3 separate regions of the Sus scrofa genome follow, and regions 2 and 3 are each linked to region 1. The links are chromatin contacts, called in public Hi-C and HiChIP or PLAC-seq maps. All regions are on one chromosome and are shown on one strand. The core of a region is the stretch at or near the end of the contact, and the rest is flanking DNA. Distances in the headings are between cores, read along the strand shown.

What was found. Hi-C and Micro-C count contacts between places; a contact is called where the count stands out from the background. HiChIP or PLAC-seq counts read pairs in DNA pulled down with a chosen protein or histone mark.
Region 2: a Hi-C map of skeletal muscle shows a contact between it and region 1, with 5 times the contacts expected there. The contact joins two enhancer-like sites. A contact is called at or near these places in 27 of 47 Hi-C or Micro-C datasets (adipose tissue, alveolar macrophages, blood and 16 more) and 2 of 2 datasets of contacts at active chromatin or transcription factors (alveolar macrophages and skeletal muscle).
Region 3: a contact with region 1 is called in an H3K27ac HiChIP or PLAC-seq map of skeletal muscle. The contact joins two enhancer-like sites. A contact is called at or near these places in 2 of 5 promoter capture datasets (fetal liver and liver), 6 of 47 Hi-C or Micro-C datasets (alveolar macrophages, blood, liver and 1 more) and 2 of 2 datasets of contacts at active chromatin or transcription factors (alveolar macrophages and skeletal muscle).

What each region holds. Positions count from the first base shown.
Region 1 is chr13:68,575,019-68,579,799 of Sscrofa11.1, reverse strand. MKRN2 (probable E3 ubiquitin-protein ligase makorin-2) reads right to left here. Exons shown (of 8, transcript XM_021069355.1): 7 at 167-311; 8 at 1-6. Among named protein-coding and RNA genes, the nearest start is that of MKRN2, 31 kb to the right of the region's middle. Within about 2 kb of position 2,464, at least 4 of the 83 cell types and tissues checked have an H3K27ac peak or open chromatin away from gene starts, as enhancers often do. A contact at or near this core is called in skeletal muscle, where this site is marked.
Region 2 is chr13:68,699,240-68,704,020 of Sscrofa11.1, reverse strand. No RefSeq gene overlaps it. Among named protein-coding and RNA genes, the nearest start is that of TMEM40, 36 kb to the left of the region's middle. Within about 2 kb of position 2,625, at least 2 of the 83 cell types and tissues checked have an H3K27ac peak or open chromatin away from gene starts, as enhancers often do. A contact at or near this core is called in skeletal muscle, where this site is marked.
Region 3 is chr13:68,672,826-68,677,606 of Sscrofa11.1, reverse strand. It overlaps LOC110256287 (a long non-coding RNA gene), which reads left to right. Exons shown (of 3, transcript XR_002337660.1): 2 at 772-3,482. Among named protein-coding and RNA genes, the nearest start is that of RAF1, 17 kb to the right of the region's middle. Within about 2 kb of position 2,281, at least 36 of the 83 cell types and tissues checked have an H3K27ac peak or open chromatin away from gene starts, as enhancers often do. A contact at or near this core is called in skeletal muscle, where this site is marked.

The DNA.
Region 1 (4,781 bases), core at 1,215-3,714:
AAAGAACTGCAAAAATAGCAAGCAAACAGGCCTGGTTATTGCCAAAGGCAGCACACCTGCCAACCCCACACCTTCCTGCCAAAGCTGTGAGAACGGGCCAGGAGAGGTCCCCAGACATGGCCACAGGCAGCTGTTCCTGACTCGGATGGCCAGGTCCTTAACTCACCCTCACAGTGCCTTCAGAACTGAGCTGTTTCCGGGGTTTCTCAGGCTCTGCTAGCCGCCCATCAGGGTAAGCATGGCGGTAAAGGCATTTGCTTCCAAATGGGCAGGTCCCTTTGCCTTGCTCAAAGTATTTACAAGCTTTTTTTCTGAAAAGCAGAAAGAAAAGATCAAGAGGATGGGTAAGAGAATCTGGGGTTTAGGTGAACCACTGCTTTTCTCATCCCTGCCAGAGCCAGGTCAGCCTCACATTAGCGGTAGGGAAACAGAGGCTCGGAGCAGCTGGATGCTGATTTCCAAGCTGGAAATTTAATTCCCTCACAGGCAGTTTAACTTGTGTTTTGACCGGCAGTGGTCTGACCACTCCTCTGGGCCAGCTGTCTGGGCTCCAAGGTTCTGAAGCTGAGCTACTTGCCTCAGCTCAAAGTCCCAAAAGGAGCACCACCCAGAAAAGTTTCCCTTCCTCCTGCTCAGCAGTGACACCAAGGTGACAGCCTTGAGTTAGGAGTCTCAGGGGAAAGCAGTGAATTTTAGCAGCTGCCTTCAAGTCACAGGCCTCATCTCATTTTCCTTGGTCCCCACCTTCCAGAGCAGAGCTGCTTAACTACATGCTACAAACCCTCCCTCAGAAGTGTTTTATTTAAGACACACAGGTCTTCTTCCCCTGTCTTAATTCTAGCTACAGACCCCTATGGGAAGAACCCCTGCTCCTGAAGTAACTCAGAACCAAACTGAGAATTCCCATCCTTCTTGCTAAAATGAAATTAGGACCGATGCAATCCTAAATGATCCCAAGACGAAGAGGAAGAGATGTTCAAAGGTGGAAAGTGTCTGGGAGGGGAAGGTGCAGAAATGAAGCCAAACCTCAGCAGACAGGGCCAGCTGCTGCCAGGGGGGCTGGGGTACATCACAGTGGCAGACGACAAGGAAGGGGCTTCCTTGACTCCAGTGCTTTCCGTTTTCTCAGAGCAGGGGATGGCAAAGAGGGTGGGCAGAGTCTCTGAGACAGGCCTCAGCAGCACAAAGAGAAGCTCCCCAACAGCTGTCCCCTCCCACCAGGTCTGTGGTCCAGACACCTTCCAGGGTCCCTGGTCCCCAAAGTTCTGAGCAGATCTTCAAATGACCACTCAAATGGTGAGTTCTCGGAGTTCTCGTCATGGCTCAGTGGTTAACGAATCCGACTAGGAACCATGAGGTTGCGGGTTCAATCTCTGGCCTGGCTCAGTGGGTTAAGGATCTGGCGTTGCCATGAGCTGTGGTGCAGGTTGCAGATGCAGCTTGGATCTGGCATTGCTGTGGCTCCGGCATAGGCCGGCGGCTACAGTTCCAATTCACCCCTAGCCTGGGAACCTCCACATGTCATGGGAGCGGCTCAAGAAATGGCAAAAAAAAAAAACAAAAAACAAAAAAAACCCAAAATGGTGAGTTCTTACCACAGTCTGCAGGACACTGGCTTTACTTAACAAACTCATCAGGATACAAACATTATTCTCTAGCCTCCACCCCCAAATCATTTTCCTCCCAGCCTTATTTGGTCACCAAGGACAAAAGCCTCCAGTTCACTGGGGTTCCCTCTTTGTTCTCAGCTTTCATATCCCGTTGTTACTTCTGTCACAAAGCACCTCCCCAATCGACCATCCTCTGCTGCCCACCTGCCAAGGTCCTGCATGACCTAAGCCACAGACGTGGCAACTCTGGATCCTTCACCCACTGTGCTGGGCTGGGGATCAAACCTGCGTCCCAGCGCTCCCAAAACATTGCTGATCCCACTGCACCACAGCAGGAGCTCCATGTCACCCTGTTCTTAAAGACCACGATTAGGCTGAAGCGCAAGGACGCATCAGACTTAACTCATGTCTGTGTCCCAGTAGGTCCCACATCCTTCCACACACCTTTGCCAGCCCCAGGGACCACTGCCATTGCTCCACAAACAAAATCTGTCATTCCCCTGGCCCCCCATCCCCAGGACACACAGGCTATCATGTTTCAGGGCTCAGGTCCTCCTCCTCCTGCTTTCTCTGACACCCCCAGGGGGATCCCAATGCCTTCTTTGTTACCACCGCTAGATGGGTCTCTCATGAGGAATATGTCACCAAAAAACCTGTATAACTACTTTTTGCAATTTCCCATGAAATTTCTTAATGATTTTTACTCTATATTCCCCACTGGTGCTTAGCTTGAAAGTGCCTGGCCTATTGCCCTGTAAAAGTGTGCAGAATGCATAAAAACACCATCCTCAACAGAAACCAAGGCCAGGAAGACCTAAACAGCAATTACACAAGAACAGCAGAGCTGCCTTCTCCAGGCTGGACCCCTCTGCCTCGCCACTTCTGCCCTCTGGTGGACACAGAGTAACACCACAGGAGAAAAAAATGGTGAAACGAGAAATTATCAAGCCTTTAGTAATCAATATGCAACTTAAAGGAAACCATTTAAAAAGATGACATACAATTATGCTTTTAGTACCCTTCCTACAGATTAACTAGAAATACAGACAGGCAGGCATTGGAGAATGAAGAGAAGCAGGTTTAAATTATTTAGAAGGATGGAATTGGCAAGAGGTTAACTTTTTTAGGGGGAAAAAAAAAAAAAAAAGAGTTCCCGTCCTGGTGCAGTGTAAATGAATCTGACTAAGAACCATGATGTTTCGGGTTCAATCCCTGGGCCCGCTCAGTAGGTTAAGGATCTGGCATTGCTGGCATTGCTGTGAGCAGTGGTGTAGATCACAGACGCGGCTTGGATCTGGTGTGGCTGTGGCTGTGGCATAGGTCGGCGGCTGTGGCTCCGATTAGACCCCTAGCCTGGGAACCTCCATATGCTGCGGGTGTGGCCCTAAAAAGCAAAAAGAAAAACAAAACAAACCCAAAAACGTTTAGCCTAGAGCAGGTGCCTGTTAAATATCTACGCAGGGTAGCTAAAACTCCCGTGGAGAGAGAGCCAAGTTTTTCTGGCTCTAAGAACAAAGAAACAGAGGAAATGAACCAGTGAGGAAGCAGCCCCTGCTCACCCCCCGCCTCCCATAAAAAAAGGGCCTGAGAGGGACCCACCGAAATGCTGTGTATCAACTTCATCCAAATCCCCAACCAGCCCCTGACCCACACACACATCAGTGGAGCAGGCTCATGGCAACTCTGCAAAGGATAAAAAACTGAGATTTGAACTGCTGCCCACAAGTTTGAATCTAAACAATTTATCTATTAAAATAAAACAATGCTTCCTTTATAGATGTACCTAAAAAAATCCAGAATTTCTACTGGGTAACATTTACAGTGTCTAGAACACAACCTCAAATGACTCATCATAATGAAGAATCAGTAAAATGTTACCCATTCTAAAGGGAAAAAGAGTCAACAGAGACCAACTTCAAATGACAAGGATTTCAAAGCAGCTACTATATGTGTGTTCAAGAAGATGAAGAGAGGGGAAAAAGAATGAAAACAAAACAAAACAAACTACATACACACCACAAAACAGAGCCCCAAACTTTGCAGAACAATATAAAAAAGTCCATTACCTGTGATTAAGAGTCCCAGAAGAAAAAAACAGGGTAGAAAAAATATTTGATGAAACAATGGCCAGAATTTCCCTACTTTTGGTATTACATTTGGTAAGAATTTTCCCTTACAAACTCAAAGAAAACCACGCAGTTAAATAGGAAAAATCACTCCCAAGGCAAAACATCAAACTTCTTAAAAACTAAGATAAAGACTCAAAAATGACACTACCGTCTGAACAACCACTGACTTCTTACCATAAACCAGAGAAGTCAGATAACAGTGGAACATTCGCAAAGTGCTGAAAGAAAAGTGGGGGGAGACCCCCAATCATTTCAGAATTCTGTTCATTGAAAATGGAGCCAGAAATTGAAACAAAAACAAAAGACCGATTTAGTCAATAAAAATATCCCTCAAGAATGGGGGAGGGGAGTGATTTCTGATAAAAAGAAAACTAAGAATTCATCATTAGCAAATGAGCAAAATGTTAAAGGCATTCTTGAGGCTGAAGAGAAATTACATCAACTGGAAGGAATTACATAACAGAGGAAAGAGCACTGGTAATATTAAATATGTTGGTAAATATAAACAACTTATTTTCCTTTTAAAAAATACACAAGTTATGGTGAAAATTACATTACCTTGTACGGTTCTAATGTATGTAAATATTACAGCTATACATTCCAGTAAAGGTGCAGGATACAAAATCAATGTATAAAAATCAGTTGGTTTTCCATGTACTAACAATGGATTATTACCATAAAGAGGAATTACGAAAATCTCATTTAAAATTGCATAAAAAAGAATATAGTACCCAGAATACCACAAAGGTGAAAGATCTGTATGTTGAAAACTGTAAGACAGTGGTGAAAGAAATTGAAGTTGACATAAATGGGAAGATACTCCATGCTCAAGGGTTAGAAGAATTAATATTGTTAATTCTTTACCCAAAGCAATCTAGAGACCACTGCAATCTCTATCAAAATTCCAATGGCATTTTTCATAGAAATAGAAAAAACAATCCTAAAATCTGTATAGACCCACAAAAACTTGGAATAGCTAAAGCAATCCCAAGAAGGACGAATGAAGCTGGAGCGCCACACTTCCTGATTTCAAACTGTATTA
Region 2 (4,781 bases), core at 1,376-3,875, 120 kb before region 1:
CACAGATGGTATTTTGGTGTGTTTCCTGCAGTCTTTTTCGTGCATGAGTGCACTTATTTTTATTTGGGGCCCTTTTCTTTTCATCGGTAATAAGCATTTTTCCATTACTGTATACTCTCCATAAGCATGATTTCCAGCCACTAGGTATTTCATGCTTTCCAGAATAATTCCTCTATATTTAGATGATAGTGTCAGCAGCTAACATTTGTTCATTACTTGTTACATGCTGGCTGCGGAGCTCAGCACTTTACACACATCATGTCATTTCATCCTCATCACAACCCTGAGAGGTGGCATCTGTCCACAATCCCCCTTGTGCAGACAAGAAAACAAGACACAGAAAGTTAGATTCTGAGATTTGGATTTCAAGCACTCGTGTGCAACTTACTTTCCTCAAAAGAGAGAATGGAGTTTGCAGATAAGATATTTATCAAAGGTACACATAGAACAAGTTTTCAAAATAGAAGCATGAACTTGCTGACTTGAGGGCAGAGTGGTTAACCTTCTGTGCCCCAGCCCCAGTTTCCTCATCTGTATAGCAGAGCCCACCTCGTGGTGCATGGTGAGGATTGTGGAGATAATTGCATTCTTGGCACAGACCAGAGGCTCAGTAAGTAGGAGGTACTTGATTGACCCTTCGGGTAGAAAGAGTCAGTGTAGAAAAATGGGGAGCAGGGGAGAAAGGGGGCCAAGGGTGCCCATGCCTAACCCCCGGGGGCAGCTGCGGCCCAGTGTGGCACCAGCTGAGTGGTACCAGCCAGGAGAGCAGAACCATAACAGGGTTTTTACAGAGATCTATTGCAGTTAGGGGAGCTGTTAAGCAGGCACAGGAGACTGAAAAGGCACAGAGGTATCACAGAGTCTGACTGGGGGAGGGTCACCACCTCGGGCCAGGGGAACAAAGGGAGAGGTTAGAACCACAAGCTTGGGAGAGGGCCTTACAAAGCCAGGACCCAGACCTCTAAAGAGGGGGCCCTGCCAGTGGGCGCTGGTGTCTCTGAGAGGAGCCGGATCTCCAATTTCTCAGCAGAAGCAGGAAACCCAGATTTTTTTTTTTAACATTAGCAGCTAATTTTTTTTTTCTTTTACCCCATATCAGGTAAGTTTCATTTAATCCTCCATCAATTTTCTTTCTTTTTTCTCCTTAGCAACCTGTCAGTTCTCCAGTGTCTTATTATCATCACTGTCTGGTCAAGCATTGATTAATGTTAGTACCCCTAAGGATATAGGCAATCCTTTACCAACCATGATTCAGGGCTGCATATGGAGGTTCCCAAGTTAGGGGTCCATTCAGAGCTACAGCTGCCAGTCACAGCCACAGCCACAGCAACTCAGAATCTGAGCCTCGTCTGCGACCTACACCACAGCTCACGGCAATACTGGATCCTTAACCCACTGAGTGAGGCCAGGGATTGAACCTGTGTCCTCACATACTAGTCAGATTCATTTCCACTGAGCCACAATGGGAACTCCAACAGCTGGAGTTTTTACATTTCAAATTCTGCTATGGAAAACCATAGAGTGCTTCCTCAAAAAATTTAAAACAGAGTTACTTTATGATCCAGGAAGTCTACTTCTGGATATATACCCCAAAGAATTACAAGCAGGGGTTGAAAAAAATATATGCACACCCATGTTCATAAGAGCAGGACTGACAGTAGCCAAAATGTGGAAGCAACCCAAGATGCATAAGGGGATGACTGGAGAAACAAAATGTGATCTGCACACACAACGAAATATTATCCAGCCTTAAAAAAGAACAAAATCCTACACATGTGTGACAACATGGATGCACCCTGAGGACATTGTGTTCAGTGAAATAGGCCAGACACAAAAAGGACAAAATACTGGATGATTCCATTTTTATGAGGTCCCTAGGATAGTCAAAGTCACAGAAACACAAAGTAGCATTGGGGGGGGGGGGGTGCCAGGGGTGGGGGGAGGGGAGGGGAGTTAGTTTTAATGGGGACAGAGCTTTGGTTTGGGAAGATGAAAGTTTCTGGAGATGGATCGTGGTGATGGTTATACAACCTTGTGAATATGCTTAAGGCCACTGAATGTTACACCTAAACACAGTTAAGATGGTAAATTTTGTGTTACATGTATTTTACCATAATTTTAAGAAATACGTCAAATTATCTGTCGTCAGACAAAACTGGATCTGACCTGCAGGCCCTGTGCTATGGGCAGGGGTAGGGTCTCCACAGTGTTAAGCCAGGGGACAGGAGCTGAGCTGGGGTACCCACAGGATGGGAAAGCAAGCCAGGGCAGGAGGCCACAATCATTTTTCTTTCCAGTTTTTGGCAGCCTGACTGCCTTGTGAGGACCTGGGTTCAATCTGCTGCTGGTAGCCTTGGCCTTTCTGGGCCTGGCGGTCAAAGGTGGGGCTCAGGTGGTTCAGGTGTTTGGAGCCCCTTGTGCCCTGGAAGAGGAAGCCCAGCCTCACTGCCCCAGATCTCAGTGAAGGGCCCAGGGCCCACCTGGCCTGGTGCACTGCCTCCCTGGGGCCCTGGCCCCCAGCGCTGCCCTGGGAACCCCTCGCTGCTTCCCCACCCGGCTGCAGCTCAAGGCCTTGGTCTGCAGGGTCTGGTTACACCTCAGGCATCAGGCAGATTCCCGGAACTCCAGTCCAAAAAGTGGCCTAAAAATAAAGCATTGGATCCTGAGTCCAAGAAGGCAGGGTTGCAAAGTGGGGCGAGGGAGAAGGGCTTGGATGAGGGGGTGTCTGTCCCTGGTTGCCCTGGACACCGTGGACTGGGTTTCTGCTCTGACCACAGAAGAGGGAGGACGCGGGTGTGAGAGTGTTTCCAGGCCATGCTGTCCAGCTTGAGCTGAGGGATAAGATTGTGGCAGCTGTTGTTCTTCTCCTGACTCAGCTCCTCAGTTCCAGAGGACCCAGGCAGGATCAGTGGTGGGGATAAGGGTGCCGCTGACAGAGCCTGGGAAGCCAGGGAAAGTGCTAGACGTGGGGGCTGGGCTTTGCAAACAGAGAGCACAGGGTGGGCAAAGGCAGGAGGGAGTGAAGTTATCACATGGTGGGTAGGGGTCATGGCCAAGTGGGAGTAAGGATTAATGGGCAAGGTGGCACACAGGGTAAATGGCCTTCTTGCCCTGCAAGACCTTGAGAGCTGGGATAAGGAGCTGAAATTTTACCCCAAGGACACTGGGGAGCCCTGGAAGGTGTTTGGGTGGAGGAGTGGCGTGGTGAGATTGCATTTTAGAAAGGTCACTCTGGTGGCCCTGTGGGGCCGGGAGAATGAGCATGAGCTCCAGCTAAAGGGACTGTCACTGACCAAGGGCTGCCGTGCTCTGTGTTTGCACCAAGGCCATGCTTCCCACAGGGGGCTCCCAGCCCTTGACTCAGATGGATACTAAGCAGGCCCTTGCCTGGGAGACACGGGACTCCTCTGACAGCTGACTTCACCTTGAGGACCCTCAACACCTGCCATGCCTTCCTTAGACTGACCAGTACACTCCACCCTCCCACCCAGCCCTCCTTCCCTTGCTTCTTCACCTGGGGCCAGATGTGCATCGCCGTCTCACGGCTCCTTCAGGCTGCCACTCCCTCCCCGTTTTTCTCTCCCAAAGGAGATTTCCCTAATGAAATCCTTCCATATTTCATCTCGTCCTGTGCTAGCTTCTCAGAGGACCCAGACTAACAGGATGAAACGAGAGGCAGGGCCACAGGAGCAGAGAAAAAAGGGTAACTCTGAAGACATTAAGGTCTGATCCGCAGTATGACTGGAAGTGTGTGCCCACCCACAGTCCCCTGGCCTTTCCCCGTGGCTGGAGTTCTTGCCTCCAGCATGGCAATCCCCTCTGTCCACAGTGGCCTCCCCAGCTAGACTCTGAGTCTGTTCTGCAAGTGAATGAATGAGTGATTAAGTGAGTGAATAAAGGAAGGAAGGAAAAAGGGACATCTAGAATGCTCCCAGAGCTCCAGGTGGGGTCACTTGGTAGATGGTTGTAGCCAGTATTTGTTATTTACCCTGGTGTTTTTTCTACCACTGCAATTTTCCTTTGAAGAATACACCTGCACTCTTTCGTGCATCAGAGGAGACTATCAAGAGTGAAAAGACAACCCATAGAAGGACAGAAAGTTTTTGCTAGTCACACATCCAATAAGGGTTTAACATCCAGAATATAAAAAACAAAACAAAACTCCTATAACTCAACAACAAAATAAACCACCCAATTCAAAAATGAGAGGGGACTTTGCTGCACAGCAGAAATTGGCACATTGTAAAATAACTCTACTTTAATTTTTAAAAATTTAAAAATTAAAAAAAAAATTTAAAAGAGAGAGGGAGGAGTTCCCATAGTGGCGCAGTGGTTAACAAATCCAACTAGAAACCATGAGGTTGCGGGTTCAATCCCTGGCCTTGCTCAGTGGGTTAAGGATCAGGTGTTGCTGTGGTGTAGGTCGCAGACACAGCTCGGATCCTGTGTGTGCTGTGGCTGTGGCCGGTGGCTACAGCTCTGATTACACCCCTAGCCTGGGAACCTCCATATGCTGTGGGAGCGGCCCTAGAAAAAGGCAAAAAGACAAAAATAAATAAATACATAAGGGAAAAGGTGGATGGAATTGAATGGACAAATCTCCAAAAAAGTTTGTTTGTTTGTTTGTTTTGGTCTTTTTAGGGCCACACCGGTGGCTTATGGAAGTTCCCAGGCTAGGAATCGAAGCTGCCAGCCCACACCACAGCCACAGGAATTCAGAATCTGAGCTGCATCTGTGACCTACCTGAAGCTCACAGCAAAGCCAGATCCTTAATCTGATA
Region 3 (4,781 bases), core at 1,032-3,531, 98 kb before region 1:
AGTTTAGAAGTGGGCTGTTGGGAGTTCCTGTCTTGGTGCAGTGGAAACGAATCCGACTAGGAACCATAAGGTTAGGGGTTTGATCCCTGGCCTCGCTCAGTGGGTTAAGGATCCGGCGTTGCCATGAGCTGTGGTGTAGGTCGCAGACTCGGCTTGGACCTGGTGTTGCTGTGGCTGTGGTGTAGGCCGGCGGCTACAGCTCCAATTGGACCCCTAGCCTGGGAACCTCCTTATGCCGTGAGTTCAGCCCTAAAAAGACAAAAAGACAAAAAAAAAAAAAAAAAAAAAAAAGAATAGAAGTGGGCTGTTGGAAGTCACTGTGCCTGGCTATGAGAAGGGGCTGATTGAATGTTCTCTCTCTTTCCATCCCATCGCCACCCAGCTATAGCCCTTCCTGCATTTAGGGCTCTGATCCTTTTCTTAACAGTTAGCATAGTCCTTCAAGGAGAGTGGGCAGCTCAAGAGTGGCTGATGACTTGTGCAGAGAAATACTATGTGGAGGCGGGTGATGGCAAGACAGGGCCCGGGGATGGGGAGCTGCCTTCAATCTAACTATCTGTGTGCTCTGCAGAGAAAAACCTCATTTCATTTAGAGATGATGTTGGGAATCAACAGTTGTTATCTCAAGGCAAATGGTTTCCAGGCCAGGAATCAAATCTGAGCAACGCCAGATCCTTAATCCCATGAGCTACCAGGGACTCCCCCGACTCCCGCAAAAAAATTAAGAGAAGAAATGCTACAGGGAGAAAATTTTTTTCTTACTGTTTTCAGAACCTTGAAGTTGGACGTCCTGTTCAAGAAGGAAAGTACTAAATTAGTAAGTAGCCCTAGAAGTACAGACTTTGGAACCAGAAATTCCTGGGTTTGAATTCTGGTTCCATCAGATGCTAAACTGTATGGCCTTGGGCAAGTTGCTCTCCCTCTCCTAGCCTCAGTAAACTCATGTATAAAATGGAGATGACAATCCCTACCTAGTTAGCTAGAGCCACCTCCCTCCAAATATGGGTATCTGTGACTCAGGCCACCTCTCACTGTCAGCTGCTGGGTGTCAGGGTTCCTCTGGGACCAAGGACCACTGAAGCAGGGGGCCAAGAGAGCAAGGCTGCAGGCTGGCAGCCTGGGCTAAAGGGCTATGGAGCTGATTTTAGTTGTTATTGTTCAATTTGAGCCAATATTAAACTCTAAGGGACTTCATAAAATCCTGGGGTTACATTTCTTTCAGAAAGTGCATTATATCTTAAAACTGCAGCCTCTTCCAGCCACAGTTTTGCATTCTCTTGATTGCCGCAAGCCTTACCCCTTGGCGTACTGACAGCTGCTGACCCCTGAAACCAGCTAGCACCCCCCTCCCCTGCAAATCTTTGCCTTTCCTCTAGAGTCCAGAGGTGTCAGATGATGGCAGGCCCTTCTGGAGTCATTGCTGTGTGTCAGACACTGCCTCCAGCACTTTCAACATGTTTATCCTCATGTCTGACCTATGACGTAGATGCTATTATTAGCCTTCCTTTCAAGGGTGAGGAAACAGAAGCACAGAGAAGCTAGATGAATTACCCAAGGTCACACAGCTGGGAAGTGGCAGTGCTAGAGGAGGGGCTGGCCCCTGAGTGTGTGTGCTGTTAATCCCTGTATATGCTGCCTCTGCCACAGACACTGAGTGCTGGCTTCTGTTTGTTTTTCTCAACCAATTGTTTTTCTGATAATAAAACTGATACATGCTCATTAAAAACAAAACAAAATAAAAAACCAAAACCAAAAAACAGGAAAGTTTAAAGAAACAAGTAAAAAGTGTCTCAGGCTTTTACTCCCTATCCCTCTCCAGAAGCAGCATTCGGGGGCAATGTCAGCAGATGGTCACAATAATATGTAATACAAGATGGGATAATTTCATCTGTACATAATAAAAACCTACATTGATGAGAGAATGATCTAGAGCTCATACTGGGAGCCACCCAGCTGGGTTCAGGTCTCCTAGCCTGTCCTCTGACTGGGTGAGCCTAAAATTCAGTTTTCCCTTCTGCCAAATGGGAACCTCATAGGCAGTCCTAAAAATTCAATGAGATAATACAAGAGAACGTAGCATGGTTCCTGGCTTTTTCAGGAATTTAAATTTTTAGGAATTCGGTTGTGATTATGATCATTCATTGGGGCTGATGTTTGCCCCTTAGGTTGTGGGACATAGGCCAGGGCCACATCCATGGACCAGGGCCACGTCCATGGACAGGTCACACTTTGGCCACAGAGAGAAGCAGTGGGTGAAGGCTGCAGATGATCTGAGGGCTGAGATGAGCTAGCATACCAGGAGCAGTTTAGAAATGGAGGTGCAGGGGGCCCAGGATATGGATTGTGTACTGGGTAGGGATAAAGGCTGGGGCGCCTGTGGAGTAAGGACCTAGGACCCAGCCCTCTGATGAGGAGGACTGTCTGCCCATGACAGCATGCACTGCGTCTCCAGTCCAGATAATCACCCAGGCCTGAAACAAGCCCTGCAGTCTCCGCCCTCCAAGTAAATAGGTGTTGCTATTCTAAGCAGCCCTGTGGTAAAAATACTCGCTTGGCTTTGGAAGGATTTTTTTTTTAAGCCGTGAAAATAACAGGGCAGTAGGCTGACTATTTTAGGTTGGGGCCTTTGGCTCTCTTTCAAAGTCTCGGCCCAAAGGAGATCTTTTTAGAAACAGGTCGCCCTGCACACTTTGCACGCATTGATCGTCCGGTGGAACAAGCCTGGATGGAGGCATCTAAGAGGCTCTGGGCCTGTGCCCAAGCGGCAGAGTTGGAGAAATTGCCGCCATTGTTTATGCAGGGCTGTAAACTGGGACTGCCGGCTCAGTCTCTCTGGGGCCCGGAGCCCTCCTTCCACCCGCCCCACCCCCACCCCCTAGAGTTCGCAAGGGGCGAAGCCAGCGGTCTGCCTGCTTCTCTCTCCACTTTGGGAATCCTGGGTCAGGGTGGGGTTGGAATATGGGGAATGTTCCCCACCTTCTTTATAAATCAGCGGAGCCAGGGAGGAGTTTGCAGTAGGGCTGGGGCCTGTCAGTCTGGAACCCGGACAAAATTTTCCATCCTCGGTGGACCAAAGGATGACATTAGGGACTGAGGAAGACACTCTGGAGAAGATGGCCAGAGACGGAATAGCAATAACCTGAGAAAATTAAATTTGAATCTTGACCAGGGCCCTTACCAGCTGTGTGACCTTGGGTGGTAACTTTACCTCTCTGATCCCTTGTTTTCCTATTAGTGAAATGGAGATAATGAAGCAAACCTTCTGGGAAGATGAAAGAAAATAATGTATTTGAAAACATCTAGCACCTATAGAATGGCCACTAAATCTGGAAACATAGAGGAATTTTCAGAAAAAGGTGTTTATTGATAATACATAATAAAATTTTCTCTATTTCCAGACTTTAAGGTCACCCTTAAAGTGTAATGGTTAACTGCCTGGGTTTGATTCTTGGTTCTGCCGTTTGCTAGCTGTATGACCCCAGGTAAGTGGTATAACTATAAGCCTCAGTTTACTCAGCTATAAAATGGGGATGACATAGTGCCTACTTCACAGTTATTATAAAGAATTAATGTTAATCTATATAAAGCATTTAGAATAGTGCCTGGAACATGGTATCATATAAGCGTGAGTAATTTTTTATTTTTCATTTTTTATTTTTATGTATTTATTTATTGTTGCTTTCTAGGGCTGCACCTGAGGCATATGGAAGTTCCCAGGCTTGGGGTCGAATCTGAGTTACAGCTGTTGGCCTATGCCATGGCCACAGCAATGCAGGATCCTAGTCATGTCTGCAACCCCCACCACAGCTCACAGCAACGCTGGATCCTTAACGTACTGAGCAAGGCCGGAATCTAACCCTCATCCTCATGGATACCAGTTGGATTTGTTTCTGCTGTACCACAACAGGAACTCCGAGGTCTCTTTATTAAAGCAATCCTTTGCCCATGAATTCACTTGCAAATATTGCTTACCAGTGTGCCATTTGACCTTTGATTTTGTTGAAAGTCTTTATTACCATGTTGAAAGCTGACTTTTATGTGGTTCAATGTATAAACCTTTTCTTTTACCGCTTCTGGCGTTTATATAATGCTTAGAAATGCCTTCCACGCACTGGGAAAAAAAATTGTTTCCCACTCTTTCCTCCAGTATGCCTGTAGTTTCATTTGTTACATGTAAAGCTTTCAATCATTTGGGTTTTATTTCAGAGTAATTTACAAGGTAGAGACCAAACTTTCCCCCCTTTTTCCTGGTGTTAGAAGAATAGCGTATTTTTTTCTATATGCCTGGCACTTCCACATTTATCATGGGCAACTAACTTTCTGTTCAGTTCTCCTTGAGTCCAGTTTTAATACGAAAGTTTGGCTTTAGTTTAGTGTATCTGTTTCCAAGGCTGCCATAACAAAGTACCACAAACTGAGTGGCTTGAAACAACGTAAATTTATTCTCCCAGTTCTGGAGGCCGGAAGTGCAAAATCAAGGTGTCAGCAGGGCCATGCTCCCTTGGAGGCTTTGGGTAGAATATTTCCTTGCCTTTCTTTTGGCTTCTGGAGGCAGCTGGCAATCCCCTGCACTCCTTGGTTTGCAGCTGCATCACCATCCTCCCACCCCCACCCCCACCCCACCCCACCCCACCCCTCTCTGTCTCTGCTGCTGTTGTCACATGGCCTTCCCTCTGTGTTCCTCTGTCTTCTCTTCCTCTTATAAGGCTGCCGCCAGTCATATTGAGCAGTGCCCACCCTACTCTATTATAACCTCACCTCAGCTTGATTACATCTACAAA